Regions from separate parts of the Mus musculus genome. Here region 1 is linked to region 2. The links are chromatin contacts, called in public Hi-C maps. All regions are on one chromosome and are shown on one strand. The core of a region is the stretch at or near the end of the contact, and the rest is flanking DNA. Distances in the headings are between cores, read along the strand shown. Region 1 holds the start of Samd5 (sterile alpha motif domain containing 5). Region 2 has its middle 120 kb from the start of Samd5.

What was found. Hi-C and Micro-C count contacts between places; a contact is called where the count stands out from the background.
Region 1: a contact with region 2 is called in a Hi-C map of the N1E-115 cell line, with 5 times the contacts expected there. The contact joins the promoter of Samd5 here to the enhancer-like site in region 2. A contact is called at or near these places in 3 of 39 promoter capture datasets (the 3T3-L1 cell line and liver), 10 of 484 Hi-C or Micro-C datasets (the C2C12 cell line, the N1E-115 cell line, the Patski cell line and 7 more), 4 of 115 datasets of contacts at active chromatin or transcription factors (bone marrow-derived macrophages, a colorectal cancer cell line, embryonic stem cells and 1 more) and 2 of 9 other capture datasets (adipose tissue and embryonic stem cells).

The regions. Positions count from the first base shown.
Region 1 is chr10:9,673,332-9,677,979 of GRCm38.p6, reverse strand. It overlaps Samd5 (sterile alpha motif domain containing 5), which reads left to right and starts at 2,772. Exons shown (of 2, transcript NM_177271.3): 1 at 2,772-3,475. The coding sequence starts at 3,017.
Region 2 is chr10:9,555,122-9,560,202 of GRCm38.p6, reverse strand. It overlaps a transcript of Samd5 not described here. Among named protein-coding and RNA genes, the nearest start is that of Samd5, 120 kb to the left of the region's middle. Within about 2 kb of position 2,867, at least 35 of the 459 cell types and tissues checked have an H3K27ac peak or open chromatin away from gene starts, as enhancers often do. A contact at or near this core is called in the N1E-115 cell line, where this site is marked.

The DNA.
Region 1 (4,648 bases), core at 1,523-4,022, 120 kb before region 2:
GGGCTTCAACAAGACAGGCTTGTTCTTGTCTCTATCCTGATTTACCATATGACCTTGGGCAAGCCATTCATCTTCCTCCAATACAGTTTCCTTAATTGTAAAATGGAAATAAAAATACTCACTGGCTTGCTGAAGAGTAACGAGACAAAATGAATGCCCTGAAGCTCCCGAGGGAAAGAGGCTGTGTTTGAGAAAGCAAAGGACTATTAAGTAGTGTTATTGGAGTTTTCAAACAAGTTGAGAAAGAAAAGCCAGGGCAATAAACTCAAGAGCTTGAAAGTTTCCTTTTCTAACCACACAAACAGCAGAAGTAAGAGACTCTGCTTTTATAACCAGCCCAAGGTTTCCTGCTGGTTCCTTTAGCAATGGCTAGGGAGCTGGAAATCCAGTGGCTGGAAGCCTGTCCCTGAGTTTCTGTCTTCATAGTTCTCTACCCTTTCCTCTACAGTGACCAGACGAGGAGGGAATGTTTCACACATGGGTCTTCCTTTTTTTGTAACATAGCGGATAATACTTCTAAGAGCCACATATACTTAGACATAAATGCAGATGCCTGGCATATAGTACCAACTTCCGAAGAAGCATTTACAGAGAACTTCTGTTCCATTGAAGCAGACTTGTTTTGAAAGTACTGCAATACCCACCTCACCAAAACCCAACGGTTTTCATGACAAAGCATTGAGATATAAAGGTACACGCGAGGGCATTATCTGTACATTACGAAGGCAAATAGGAACCATAAAGCCCTCTTCTTCCTTCAGCCGAACAAAACAAGTTTGGGACTTGGGCAACGCCTTAAAATTCCAGCACTTGGACACAAGAGGGCACTGTGAGCTTGCTTTGGCAAGGGACGGAGGGCAAGTTACAATCCGTGCTAGGTAGGGAGGGTCCGGGGTAACCCAGAGCCTTGCTCCAGGATCAGAACCATAATCTAGTCTCTGAACACGGAAACGCGGGTGATCTAGGACTGCGGGCAGACACGGCTCCGTGACTACCCGCGTTGTAGTCTTTCTTCTTCCCAAACAGAAGGTTCTTCCTGGTAGCTATTTTTCAGTATGAGACGTTTGGATCCAGGAGCTTGGGACTCAGCATATAGGCCCCAGCTATTGTAGAAATACGGGACGCATTTTGGGTTCACCCATATCAGGTATTTTACAGACCATAAAGGAGAGAGAGAGAGAGAGAGAGAGAGAGAGAGAGAGAGAGAGAGAGAGAGAGAGAGTTAGTTTGATTCTCAGTGTCTGTCCCAAGAGGGGTTTAAGCTTCACTAATTTAGTGGAAACGTGGCACAGAGAGTCCCTTACCCACAGCCAACGGTCCTGGAGCCACGGGGAACGACTCTAAAGCCACGGATGGGCAGTGCCATCATTAGTGTTGTGCCTAGAGACAGGTAGGGCCCCAGAAGGACTCTTTCAGGAAGGGTATTGGCCAGGTCTGGCTCTAGAGTGAAGCTGAGTGTTACTTTTGTGAAAAGGAAATTGTTGCTGCCTGCAAGGTTTCTTAAGGTTCTAACTGCTTCCCCAAAGATCAGACGAAGTGAAAAGAGGCCTAGGAACTCCGGGGGGTCGCCCTTCTCCTCCCCACTCCCCCGCCTCCATTCAAAGCTGGGCCATGGGCACCAGGAGGGAATCTCGGTTAATTTTGTTACTCCCATCTAGGCAGAAGTGCTAGATGCCCTAGTGTTCTCTTTAACACAGCTGCGTGGTGGTGTATGTGGTGGTGTATCAATTAACACGCGACCCTGGGGCAGAGAAGGGGGAGTCGGCTGTGGTCCCTGTCTCGGAGGCAGAAAACCTCTCTTGTCCCTGGGCAGGGAGCCACCTGGGGCAGAAGAGCTGTAACGCGAAGTGAATAGAAAGCAAAAAGGCAGGGAGAGATTGAGGGGGTCTGACACAACGCGGTGTGCTTGTGTGGCTGGAAGGAAGGTGGGGGTGGGGAGGGATGCCGATCAGGTAGGGATGCGCTGACCGAGGAGGAGAAAGTAACAACCCACCCCAAACTTTCGCAGGTCAGATGGCCTTGGAGGGAGAGGCAATCGGGAGCAGTCGTGCCCCTCCCGACACCCACCCGGTGTGACTAGTTATAGCGAGGAGGGGCCTCGCGCCCATCAGGCTGGACAGTCCCCACGTCGCTCCCACCCTGCTGCCAAAACGCAGCTGCTTGGGGCACAGAGCGCAGCACCACAGAGCCAGACACACCGTGCCTGTGGAGCCTTAGCAACCCGCTCCTTTGAAAGGACATTCTACGTGCATCGGGAAAGGAGAAGGGACACTGGACTCAACAGCTTCTCTCAGGACCAGTGACCGGGTCCTCCCCTTGGACACCCAGGCGAGAGTACCCACTGGCTTGGGAACTGAGCGAAGAAAAAAAAATCTAGGGGTTTGGAGAAGTCGGATTCAAAAGAAATGTCGAAAGATATCCAGGGCAGCCACCGGAGTCCGGAAGCTTAATAGCCACCGGGTCACCGTGACCCCGGGAACGACAGTGACTGACAAGCGCACAGACCAGGCGCTCGCCATCATCCACCGGTCTGCCCGCCGGAGCCGCCTCCACGGCGTGGGACCCGGTTGCAGACGTCCACGGAGCCGGCCAGATAGCGACATGCAGCGAGCACTCCCCAGACTGCCCCAGCTGGGGAACCTCCTGGGCGGCGCAGCGCGACGGTGACCCGCGCGGGTGCGAGGGGTGTGCCCGGCCCCGCCTGCGCGCCCCTCCCCGCGGTGGCCGCGCATCCAGGGGCGGCGCGGAGCCCAGCCGCTCGCCCAGCCGCCAGTGCCCGCGAGCGCCGCGCCTGCTCGGGGAATCCACTTCGCCGCTAGACGCTCCTCGTTTTCTCTCGCTCCCTCCCCGGCTGCTTTCTATGGCTCTGACTCTGCGGCCGGAGCCTAACCACTAAGGGAGAAACTTTTCCTGCTGTTTCTTCTCCCCACCCCTTTCCAGGAGAGGATTAAAAGTTGCAAGAACTGGTGCCGCCCGTGTCACTTGGGTACTCGCTGGCGAGTTCCGAGTCTCAGCCATGTGCACCAACATAGTTTACGAGTGGCTGAAAGCGTTACAGCTCCCACAGTACGCTGAGTCCTTCGTGGATAATGGCTACGATGACCTGGAAGTGTGCAAGCAGATCGGAGACCCGGACCTGGACGCCATCGGGGTGCTGGCTCCCGCGCACCGCCGGCGCATCCTAGAGGCTGTGCACCGGCTGCGGGAACAGGATGCGGCCGCTGCCGGCCTCTACTTCACCCTTGAACCGCAGCCCGTGCCACCGGCACCGCTGGTAGAAGCGGTGCCCCCAGGCCGCCGGGGGGAGCCATGTGGCAGCTCAGCCCAGGGCACTCGCGGGGACCCCCGTGGCCAGCCGGGCGCTCCCTGCAGCAGGGAGCTGGTGAGCTACCCTAAGCTGAAGCTGAAGATCATGATCCGGGATAAGCTGGTCCGCGATGGCATCCACCTGAGCAAACCCCCATACTCACGCAAGGTAAGGAGGCCCCGCCAGGGCGACCTTGGGCATGGCGGGAGGGAACCAGGCCTGGAGCTTCTGCAGCGGCTCAGCAGTCAGTCTAGGTGACAATTGAGAAACCAGGGTGTTCGGGGTGTCTGGTTCTCCCGTTTTCTGCGTTATCTATCTATTCCTTCTGTGCTGGCGTCTCTAATAATAGCTGCTCACTCATATTTTGCATGTAGACAACTCTTAACAGCACCCTAGCATATGGGCTCGATTGTCAGGTTCTGAGCAATGGGTGCTTGCTTTTGGTGGCCACCGGGAAATCCTAATGCCTCTGGGAAATCCTAATGCCTCTAGTAGTGTCTGGCTTGGAAGAGTGAAAAAAAAAAAAAAGATGGGTCACATCTGCCTTATTTTCAACCTTCCTCTTTTTCTTTACTTTTTTCTTCTGAGTTTTGAGAAACTTCCAAGAGGAGTGGGTGACTATTGCCAAAGGAGTAGGGGAATTCAGGGCCTGCTGTTCTCAATTCCATGCTATGGAGAAGTGTCCCATTAACAGGAACCTATGTGTGTGTGGTGGTGGTGGGGGGGGGGGGCGTGCTAAACACAAAACTTGTGCCTATTCACAGGAGGCTCCTAAAGCTTAAGGATTCCGGGTAATGGGATGCTGAGCAAACGGGTCATCTGGGGTCTGTGGTATCACTAGTGATTCAGATGAAAGGAAGATAGATTCTTTTCAAAACTCCAAGGCACATGTGTAAGGAAGGCCAGGAAGAGGTGACATTTCAGTACCTAGAAAGCAATCCTCACACGTGAGAGCAGGCTACACGTTCTCATGGCCGCTCTGTGTGGCACGCAGACATGTGGCATGAGGTTTGAACAATTAAGTACCAGAAAGTGCATTTTTACACCAGAGTGCTGTCTCTAGCTTCAAGTGGGTTGGTTTGGCTTAGTGAAGTGAATAGGTTTGGCTTAGTTTCTGAAGCTGTCCTCCTAGAGAGTGCCAATTTGGCAGAGATGCTGACAGCACAGGTAATGTCTGGCATTGCCTGGAACTCAGGAAAATGAGCATCTCAGCCTGAAAACAAGGGGCCTGGAGAAGCCTAGTTGAAGAATATGCAGCAGGCTAGGTGTGTTAACATCTAAGCATCATGGGAGGAAATATCTGGTCTAAATGCTGTGTGGGTGGCATTAGCCCCAGGGGGC
Region 2 (5,081 bases), core at 1,618-4,117:
ATTTGGGTATTTTTGGTTTTAGATGATCGATTTCTAGAACTTAGGGACCCTGTCCCTAAATTTATTGTAGACAATCTTCAAATCCATTTTGGCAAAGCAGGGCTAATACATTTCTGTAGCAGGTAGTGGATTAGTAGCCTGGTGCTTTGACATTTTTGTGTGAGATCACACATGACTTATTTTCTCATTAACACAGGGTAGTTAAGATAGATGTACAAGTATCAACTCACCTGGGCAAGGTCTGGGACAGATAGTGCGTGGTGTGCTCTAGGTCTAAAGGCACAAGGCAAAGTATCATCCTTTAGTCTGTAAGAACATGGCAAATGAAATTATTCTGATTCTAAGTCTCTTTGAACTTTTTTTCTAATCTCACAAATTATGCAAGGAATCCAGAATATCTAGTTTTGTGGTAGGTGACAATTCTAGTCTAAAACTAAACCTGTTGCTGCACAAATTAACTAAATACAAGCCATATTTAATGAAGTAGCTAATTTTTTTAAAAAAAATGCTAGTTCTCTTTGGTCTTTGAAAATATCTGTATTTTCAAGAAAAAGTTGTGACGGCTCTATCCAGTAGCATCAATGTATCGCTCAAAGACCATCAGAGGGGTCAAGAAGGATAAAGTTCCTGTTTGAGGTTCCCAAGTATCATGGCTCAACCTAATTTAGTAGGCTCATGGATGATATGTCTACTTTCTTCTCCATACTGGCAATTGTTCATCCCAATTCTGGAAAGGAGACAAGAGCAGGGGTTTGCTTATTCTGTTCTCTCAGCCTGACCTCCTTCCTTAATAGAGGTGTGAGGTGCTGCGAAATCCTTCCTCGGCATCTTTTGCTGTGAGAACGTGTATGAGTAAGTCATAAGATCAGTTGTTCACTATGTTCGTTTGACTGCTGTATTTGGGTTGGCAACCTGTATATAAATATCTTCAGCAAAGGTTCTTTTATAGCACTGATCCTAAAATTAAAAAACCAAGGTCTTGAACATCCTTGGCAAGTGCTCTACTGCTGAGCTAGACTCCAGCGTATACCATAGGTCAGTTTTCCAAGTAGCTTTATTTATATTTGAAAACTAATTATATTCAAAATAGATAATTTAGTTTTTACTTTTGTACTGGGGATTAAATCCCAGGCTTTTGCCCGCTACTAAACATCTGCTGATGAGCTATGCCCTCGGTCTTTTAAATTATTTAATTAATTAGTTAGTAATTATTCTTGCCTTACAGGAGATTAAATTTAAGGGCTTCTGAATTCTAGCCAAGAACTCACCCATTCAGCTATATCCCTCACCCTTATTTTATTTTTTAGACAAGTTCTTGCTAAGTTGTTCAACCTGGTCTCAAACTTTCAATCCTCCTGCCTCTGTCAGGAGAGTATCTGGGAGCATAGGTAACCATCAGTATATATACCTGGCATAGGTAAGTTTTGATATCCATGTAGAAACAGTGACAGCTTCTAATTGATTTTTTTTTTTAAAGAAATGCTTACTGTTGGGCAAAAAGGGCAAAAGCACGGTAAGCTGCTTTGTAAGAATAAAGATGAGCCAGAGAATAATTGACCATTCGGATTCTTCAGTTGACACTGCACACATTAGAGCTAAAGGGTCAGTGGTCAAAGTAGGCATCAAAAAAATGAAGAAGAACTCTAGATAATGTAGCCATATTCCTAAAGGGAACCCTAAAAGATGGTTAAATTCTGTGAATTTTACCACATATTTAAGAAGGGTATAAGCCGGGTGGTAGTGGCACACACCTTTAATCCCAGCACTTGGGAGGCAGAGGCAGGCTGATTTCTGAGTTCAAGGCCAGCCTGGTCTACAGAGTGAGTTCCAGGACAGCCAGGGCTACACAGAGAAACCCTGTCTCAAAAAAACAAAACAAAAGCAAAAACAAAAAAAAAAAAAAAAAGAAAGGTATAATATTAACGTATACACTTACCTAATAAAGTCAATGGTATTTTGTCCAGTCTCATTTAAAAGATGCTCACTGGGAAGTATCCTCATTAAAAGAAGTAAGATTTTGTGATACTACGTCCCCAAAACAAATTTTAAAAATGCCTTGAAATATTGCTCACCTCAAAGGCCACAGGCTTTGCAAGATGGCACATCAGGGTTATGACCCTCAGAGTCAGACCCAGGGACTTTGTGTTTATGAGCATTCAGATGCTTATCTTGTTGCTTAGCAGTTAAGTATTTTTTAATTCAATGTTTGCTTCCCTTGTTCTGTGCCCTACCCTTCTCAGAACTCCCTTTGAAGATGCCCGGACTCTGGTGGAAACTTGAAAGCTGCATAATAGTATGTTTGGGCTCCTTAATCCTCTGTAAATTTGCTTTACCGTCAGCAAGCGTTCATAAGGGCTAGACAGTGATGGATGGTGATTACATTGTTGGGTGAGGGAGGATTCAGGATCTGAGAAGCCAGGGCTCCTTAACCTGATCCCTAGCTCTTCTGACCGTGACAGTCTCCACCATGGCAGGAGCTGCCTTGAGCTTTGCCTTGCTCATTTCTTCCACCCATGTGTGAGCTTCAGGAGCATATAGGGAGGCTCTGGTTGTTTACAGGCTAACAAGCACTGCCTGTAAGGCTGTCAAATGTTCCTCATCACCATGTGTGCTAAAGAGCAAGTCACCCTTTTATGTGTGGTACAGTGATCATGTTCAAAGAGGTACAGAGGAAGCTGGAACACAGTTCAGGATGTCTACAGACCTTTTCCTACTTGGCCTTTGTCTGGGTTCCTTTTTTTCCCCCTCTTTTATAAACATTTTTTTTTTTCTCAAAGCTTTAGCAGTTGGATGACTAGACTCTCATCATAAACCGTCTACAAAGATTTTCTGTTTAAGTGATGATTCAGATGCTAACTTCTGGAGAGTTTGTACTTGATTCACTCCCAGCTGTCTGGAAACCCTGCTCCAAGCTTTCTTTTGGTATTCTGCCCTACCCACTGCTGTGAGATTGCTGCAATTACATTTTTAGTGTTTGGTGGGAGGTAAGGAATGAAGAATCTATTAATTTTACCTACAAACTTGAACTAACCTAACTTTTAAAGTTTTTAAGTGAGCTTCTTATGTTGTTCACTGTAGTCTGAATGCATGATGTATTTATCTAAAATTATATTCATTATAAAATAAATAGTAGACACTCTTATCCTTAGAATGCTTGATCATTACTGTCTTATAGCACTGATTCTCTGAAATAAAAGATGCTTAGCTTGTTTTCCAGTGTAACTGTTTCTGTTTTAATTCTTACCAAGTCAGAAATAATGCATCTTGCCTGTGTTAAAACACTTCCCCTTTTGTTCAATGCAAAAGTGAACAATGGGATTATTATATAGATACTCTACAATTTTTCTTTTCCTTTGTAAAAAGAATAATGAGCTAGATTACAGACTGCAACAATCTACAACACTCGTAATTTTTTCATAGTTTAAAAATATTGACTTCCTTTGTAATATTCAAAAGTTTTTTTTTTCTTTTTTCTAAAGTTTCATCTCTCTTCATGGTACTCAATGATCTTTATTTAATTCCATACAGTAAGGATTCTAAACATAGCTTTGGTAATGTCCCTATCAACAAAAATGGCACCATATCATACCTCAGTTTCCTTTTTGAAATAAGGATTTATATTAGTCGATCGCAGAAGTCTCTTGGAGCATGGCAGCAATCAAGGCTAAGTTGCAACAGTCCCTGGATTCCCAAGCTCATGTATCACGGGCTCATCATGTGACCTTTCCATTCACACTACAGAATCTACCTCTGCGCGCTCCCCACCATGACATCCTTTCTTCCAGTCATTTAGTAGCAGTGAACGTCTGGCCCAACCCTTTCATTTTACGGATAAGAAAAATAAGACAGCATTTTGTTGAAACATCAATGATAAGTACAAAGGAAGGAACCTTTGTTCTCTTTCCAATAGCTGTGCAGCCCAAGCATTAAACAGTCTCCAACTAAAGCTACAACCACAAAGCTAATTCTATTGACATTTGCTTTTTTGTTGTTTTTTTTTTAAAGACGTTTATTTTTATTTTGTGTATAAATGTTTTGTCTGCACATATGTGTGTGTTCCACATGTGTGTTGGGTGTGTTCAGATGCCAGAAGTTGTTGGATTCCCTGGGGCTAGAGTTACAGACAGTTGTGAGATGGCATGTGGGTGCTAGAGATTGAACCCACGTCCCCTGCAAACACAACCAGTGCTCCTAAGTGCTGTGTCATCTGTCCAGCCCCTCTGTAAACATTTTAAAGCTAATTGGGAACTTATTTTTCTTGGTAGTATGAGCTGCAGGGCTTTAGTGTTAATGTGAATGGTTTAGTTAGCCTCTGTCTGTGTTATTATCATTCCAGAATAAAATCACTGCAAAAGAAAGCAAATGACATTTAGGCATGCTGGATTCTGTGACAGTAATTGCTCCTTCCCCAGATGCAAAAATTTGTCAAACTGATCATGCTATAATAAAACACTCGTATTCATTATTGACCCTGCTAAAGAAGACTTAGTTGAGGCACAACTCTTTCATGAAGACCACTAGCATACTCTACTTGACGGTGAAAAATCTCATCTTGAAGGGCATATGAAATGATTGGCAACTTGTAAAGATGTTTTCTTTCTATTTATTAATGGTTCTCATGTCAGTTAGTATTTTATAGATATATCTTCTGTAGTCCTTTTAATCACAGGAGCAGATTCTTTCCTTGTTGTTGTTGTTGTTGTTGTTGTTATATCAGTATCCTCCTCTGGAGTCTCAGACAAGCTTGACTAATGCACACAGTAAAGGATATTTTATTCAACTCTGTAGCAATTCTATTTATTCTTTCGATTTTGGTCTCTGATGTACATAGAACACTGGTCTCACTTGAGTTGGATTGCTTTTGCAAGACAATAATATTTGCAGAGAAAAAACACACAGTCCACAATGGGGGTGAAAACTCATTCTGGCTTCAGGAGATTTGACAGTTATTTACCAGTGTTCCAAGTCACATTAAGCTGTGGGTTCCTACTCCACAGAAGTGTGTGACCTGAAGCATTTCACTATACAAACTATGGCTTTGTTCGTGGACAAGGTTATTTTAGAGGAAGGGCAGGGAGAGC